Regions from separate parts of the Anas platyrhynchos genome. Here region 1 is linked to region 2. Evidence: chromatin contacts called from public Hi-C data. All regions are on one chromosome and are shown on one strand. Each heading gives the region's core, a stretch centred on a gene start, on an enhancer-like site or on the middle of the called end of the contact. The rest is flanking DNA. Distances are from core to core; before and after follow the strand shown.

The links. A called contact is a pair of places that touch in the nucleus more often than the background predicts.
Region 1: a contact with region 2 is called in a Hi-C map of subcutaneous adipose tissue, with 2.8 times the contacts expected there. The contact joins two enhancer-like sites. A contact is called at or near these places in 4 of 8 Hi-C or Micro-C datasets (F1 follicle, liver, skeletal muscle and 1 more).

What each region holds. Positions count from the first base shown.
Region 1 is chr20:4,689,592-4,692,291 of IASCAAS_PekinDuck_T2T, reverse strand. It overlaps SSH2 (slingshot protein phosphatase 2), which reads right to left. Exons shown (of 16, transcript XM_038165645.2): 14 at 1,877-2,077. Among named protein-coding and RNA genes, the nearest start is that of CORO6, 13 kb to the left of the region's middle. Within about 2 kb of position 1,366, at least 5 of the 8 cell types and tissues checked have an H3K27ac peak or open chromatin away from gene starts, as enhancers often do. A contact at or near this core is called in subcutaneous adipose tissue, where this site is marked.
Region 2 is chr20:4,583,268-4,585,967 of IASCAAS_PekinDuck_T2T, reverse strand. All of the region lies in intron 16 of EFCAB5 (EF-hand calcium binding domain 5), which reads left to right. Among named protein-coding and RNA genes, the nearest start is that of NSRP1, 11 kb to the right of the region's middle. Within about 2 kb of position 1,442, at least 4 of the 8 cell types and tissues checked have an H3K27ac peak or open chromatin away from gene starts, as enhancers often do. A contact at or near this core is called in subcutaneous adipose tissue, where this site is marked.

The DNA of each region.
Region 1 (2,700 bases), core at 117-2,616, 110 kb before region 2:
TGTTCATATGGGGACGTGCAGAGTAGGTCAGGAGCTGTGGCGTGCTCAAGTGGGAGGGGAGCCACACACCACGCAAATGTTGGCAGCGAGAAAGATTTACCTCCTGAGGAAAAAAAAAATACTGAAAGAGACAGGAGAAAAAAACATCCTTAACCAGAATGTTTGTACAGGGTGGCTTTGTACGTGTGCCACCAGCTCGCAGGCTGACAGATTACCCGAAGTGATTGCAGGGCTTGAAGATGTGGTACGCCGGCTGCTGCCAGCCTAGGGCTCTTCGCAGGTGCTCACCAACCTGTGAGGGTTGCACAGGACGTCGGTGTGCTTTTCCCATCTGAAAAGCTTCTTTTTGTCCATCCAGTGCACCCCAGAGAGATCTAATTTCCTAGCCTGCCGGCGCTATGTAGCACACCACAGCGGTCAGGTCACCTCTAGCTCAGAGTTAAGCACTGACCTTTATTCACTGGTACCAGCAGTGGCATCACATGAGGCAGCCAAGGCAGGTGTGGTATTTGTCTCAAATGGTTTCCTCAGTGCAGGAGAGCAGCATTTCTTAAAATATCTATTTGACTGTGACCTATCCTGAGAATCCTGCTTTTTCAGGTAGAAAGAGTCACTGTGGCAGCCAATGTTTGGGGAGCGGGGATGAGGAAGGCAGGCATGGGAAGAGGTGGAGGACAAAGATCCTGTGGGTGCACCTGAACAGGGAATAAATGAGCTGGGAAATGCCCTCAGGTTGCTTGTCTGTGCTGAGAGAGAAAGAGGACGCATACTGCAGTGATAGGAGGAAGTCACACCAGGGGTTTGGTGTAAAAACCAGGAATCCAGACCTGGCCCAACAGCAGAGATGACAAGAAGGCTGGAAGCAGGTGGATGGAGAAATCCTGAGCACAGAAAGGGAAGGGAGGTCTTTGCAAGTGGATAGGAAAGACCAAAGGGTCAAAAGCAAGATGAGGACAGAGATGAGTGTCCTGGGTGTCCTGAAGATAGCACGTGGGTACCTGAGCTGCTGTGAAGAACAGCAAAGGGCAGGCACATTTCAACCGCACTAAGGTGTGAAATACTTGGGTCAAAACATGCACAGAGCCACCTCCTGTGGCAGGAAGGGCACAGCTTGGGTAAGTTCTGCTTGAAATTGCTCCCCTGCAAGGCACACCAGGATCCCAAACAAAATACTGTACTCTGGTGAAACACGGAGTATCACTACCTCCTTCCAGCTGATCACGTGGAGGCATTGCTTAACAGAGCTTACAAGCAGATTTCTCAGAAACTTGCAATATTTATGTCTTTTTGCTAATCAGGTGATAGGTTCGGGGTTACAACACACTTGCCCATACCCAGGCCCAGCTCCAGACCAGCCTCAGGACTCCATGCAGGAATAAACACTGCTGTTGCAATGCACAGAACATCCTGTCCCCTCCCCTAACACCAACACTCACCAAAGGGATCTAAATAAAACCGCACCAGCTGCTGAGGAGGGGCATGTTCAACAGGGAACTGTAAGGCTGAGATGGAGACAAAGCGACTTCCCTGCCAAGTGATGTTACAAGCAACGGGGACATCGTTTATCTCTGCTGGAGCCTGCACAGATCTGAATGCTGCACTCAGATAGCAGTTCACGGGATGCTACTCTCCAAAAATAAAAACAAAAACAAACCAACCACCAACCCTAGAAGCCAAACAGGCTCCTAAAAGCTCTTTATTACACCCATTTTCCCAAGCTCAGCTGAGATAACCCAGGCAAACAGAGCACTATCTTCCCTCAGATAACCACGACCTTACTTAACGCAGCAATGAAAGTCCTAATTAAAATAACAGAGTCAATCATTTAAGTGTTATGACTTAAAATGGGTAAATCTGGGTCACTCCTTCTGCTCACCTGGCCAGCAGGATGCCTTGGTATTCCTCCAGCTGCCGCATGAAGCTGGGGTTGGGCTTGGTGACGGTGCGCCGCTCCTTCACGTAGTCGTAGGCCCTGTCCAGGTTCCAGCCGTACTCCTTCATGGCGTAGGCGATGACCGTGGATGCCGAGCGGCTCACTCCCATCTTGCAGTGCACCAGGCACTTTGAACCATTTTTCCTAGAGCAAGAGAAAGGCAAAGAGTCATTAAGCAGAAAACACAGCCTCTGAGAAGCTTAAGAGCACAGCGACTTCTCTCCCTGAGCACTACCAAACATGTTTTCCACACTGTGGCCTCGCTTGTAGCCTCTTGGATGTGATCTGGTAATCCAATTTACAAACTGGAGCAAGACACACAAAGAAAGTGAAGAACAAGACCTTAATATTCTTAACAGGTTTTGTTACAAGAGTTCTTCCAAAGCTTTTATCACAACGTGGACAAACATCAGTTGTTATGAAAACTGCTGAAGACTAACACAGCATCCCTGCACTACTGACAACACACTGGGTTTGGCAGCTGGCTAGACAAAACCAACACTGCTATGGTCTGGTGTAAGAAACCCTGCCTAGCCCCCTCCCAGACCTCTCTCCCTATTGAGAGAGATTTCTCTCATTGAAAGGAAAGCAAACAGAGCCTTTGGAGCACGATGAGCAGCCGCTCTGCCTGGGGGAGGCTGGCCCAGGTAGTGCCCAAAAGGGCAGCCAGCACCCAGCTCCAAGGAATTCAGAAGTGTTTCTCAGCCATGAAATCGGAGGAGGGAGGTTAGCGGGCCCTTATCTGTCTGCTCCATGCACTGGGCAGC
Region 2 (2,700 bases), core at 193-2,692:
AATAAACTTAGCAATTTTGGTCCTTGACAGAATAGGCTTGGGTCAGACAGAAGTGCAGCAGGTTCACCTGGACCTGTCTGGCAGCCTCATACATATTAAAACGTGGGCATCAGGTGCTCTGAAATACTGTATTAGCAATTAAGAACATGTCTGTATGTGTGCTTGGGTGGAGAGGACAGGTTTATTCATCTGCATGAACATCTGCATGTGGCTCACTCTGCCACGCATTACTGAAAAAGGCTCATTTTGGCAAGCAACAAATTCTATTCTTTAGCTCATCTGAGGCAGCTGGTGGGATGGGGAGTGCACCAGCATGCTGTAGTTAGTTGTCCCCAGGCTGCACAGCCAAAGAAACTGTCAGTTTACAGCTCTGCTGTATTCAAAGTGTGCCAGAACCTGCTACAGAAATATGGAAGGACATAATCCCTTCTTTGAAAGGCTTATAAACTAAAGGACAAATAAATAGAAAGATAGTATAGCAAAATCAATACCACCTACAAGCAACATAAAACTATTTCTAGCAGCTTCAACATAATCTCAACATCATGGAACAGGCCAGATTGGAGGAGAGGCTCACAGACATTGCACTTTCCTGGATGAAAGCACAGACTGAAAAGTGGGTAGAATTATTTGCTTTCCTTGTAAGTGGAAAGTGTAATATTACAGATATAATGGGAAAAATAATTCATTATGCTGTGGCTCAGTAAAGAAAGAACTGATAATGGCATGTTCAGCTTCATCTGTCTTTCTTCATCTCTTTCTTCAAAGAGAGAAGGTGAAGGTCAAAATCCAAACATTTTTATACCATCAAAAAATTCTTCATCCTAGTTTGGTCAGAAAGCAAAAATTACATGAAAAAAATACTGAATATTGTTTAGATGATGGGCAGGATAAGACAGCATTAACAATGAGCTCCACCATGACTGAGGCCTGCTAGTATTTGCTATTGCTATAGGTAAAACTAGTGATAAAATGCCCACTGCCTTCTGCAGGGGAAGGAGGAGGCTCTCAGCCCCCATAAACACTGGTGTTGGCAGCGTGCTGAGAGGCAGCCAGGGTAGCTTCCTGCCTGTTCTTGTGCGTCATTAATCAAAGCTTTTTCTACTGCTCTGGTCTTTATAGACCATTGTACGTATTGATCGCAAAATACTCCCTGCCTAACAGCAAACTTCACGCTTCTTCTACCTGTATATCTTCGCTTGGTTAGTTTGCTAGGAGGGTGTGGCGTGATGAATAGCTATCTGTCGTTTGCTTTACTTCTTCGGGTCCAACAGGATTTGAAATCAGGATGCAGAACAAATGATGAAAGCGTTAGTCACTGCAGCGCTGAGGAGAGGCACTGCCCGGAGCGTGAGCAGACAAGCACGGCTGTGGGCAGAGCACCCAATGAACCCCAGGTTTCCGAGGCAAGGAGCCACCCTGCAGCTCTGAAAGGTTGTGCAAGAGCACCCCCGTGAGTCTGGAGCTGTAGCACAGGGAAGAGCAACACTGGGTCTTGGAACAGCTGGGACAGGGGTTGATTGCTTCAGAAAATCTCACTTTGATTTAACTAACACTTAAATAGAAACTGATGTGGTAATTTCACTCTTTCATGCTCAGTCTGTTAGGATTACAAGGCTAGGAGGAGACCCATTTGTCTTAGGACCCCTGAGCAAACTGGAAATTTGTGAACTGGAGAAAGTAGGTAGAGGAAAGTGATTCTTTAGAATTTGACCCTTGTTGCATTCCTCCTCCACCAAGCAAAAACTCTGCCAGATATCTACTGCAGATGGTTGGCTGGTACCTGGGCCAGCTCAGCTGCAGTCTCTAGGACATGAGGAAGGGGACAGGGCAAGGCTACACTCCTCAACCTTGTACAAGATAGGAAAAAGCAGCCTCACAGAGTGATCACACAGTGATCTTTATTCCTTCAATCCCTCGCAGCTAATAGGCAGCAGCTGTTCTCTGTTCAGGTGTTTCTCATGCTAATTTATTCTTCTAAACCCAGGAAGATTGTTCTTGTTCTTTCGCACTACATCTACATCTGCTGGTGCAGTGCAGGTGACTCCAGAGCACTGTTGTCCCATCCTCTGCATGACTTCAATGAGGCTTTAAGTTTCTTTGATTTCCATTTATAAGTTTTAGCACAATATAAATGTTATTTCAATATTTCATCAAAGGCACCTAAGAAGGGTAATTAAGAAAGGCTGATAGTTACTTTGGAAGGTCTTGAAAGAAAAATATAATGACTGAAAGCATGGTATGTAATAGAAAATCCAGGTATATGAGTGATCTGTGAAATCATCTGTAAAATCTACCCTTCACATTTTTAATGGAAGAGGTGAGTAATTTTCCTGTGAGGTCTCAACTACTATTGCTGTTTGCAGCATGCCTACCTACACCCCAGTCCCACCAGAACCCCATGTGTCCAGGAAATTTGGTTTTGATGCACAGATACCTCTGATTTTTTGTATTTTTAATTGACCTTCATTGTTTAGGTATCTTGTAGAGGTTCAAAAGGAGCAAAGGTGCAATGGTGTGTGGGTTTCTTTCTCAGTAGGTGAGAACACAGGCATCTAAAGGAAAAGGTACAGCCAGTCCTGAAGCTGAAGATTACCTCCCATGATGACAACCCACTTGTAGGCGATAGCTGGAAGAAACCCAGAATGATGGGTTAGGCTGAAGCGCTTCACCCAGAACCAGTTTAAGGCTTGATTCATA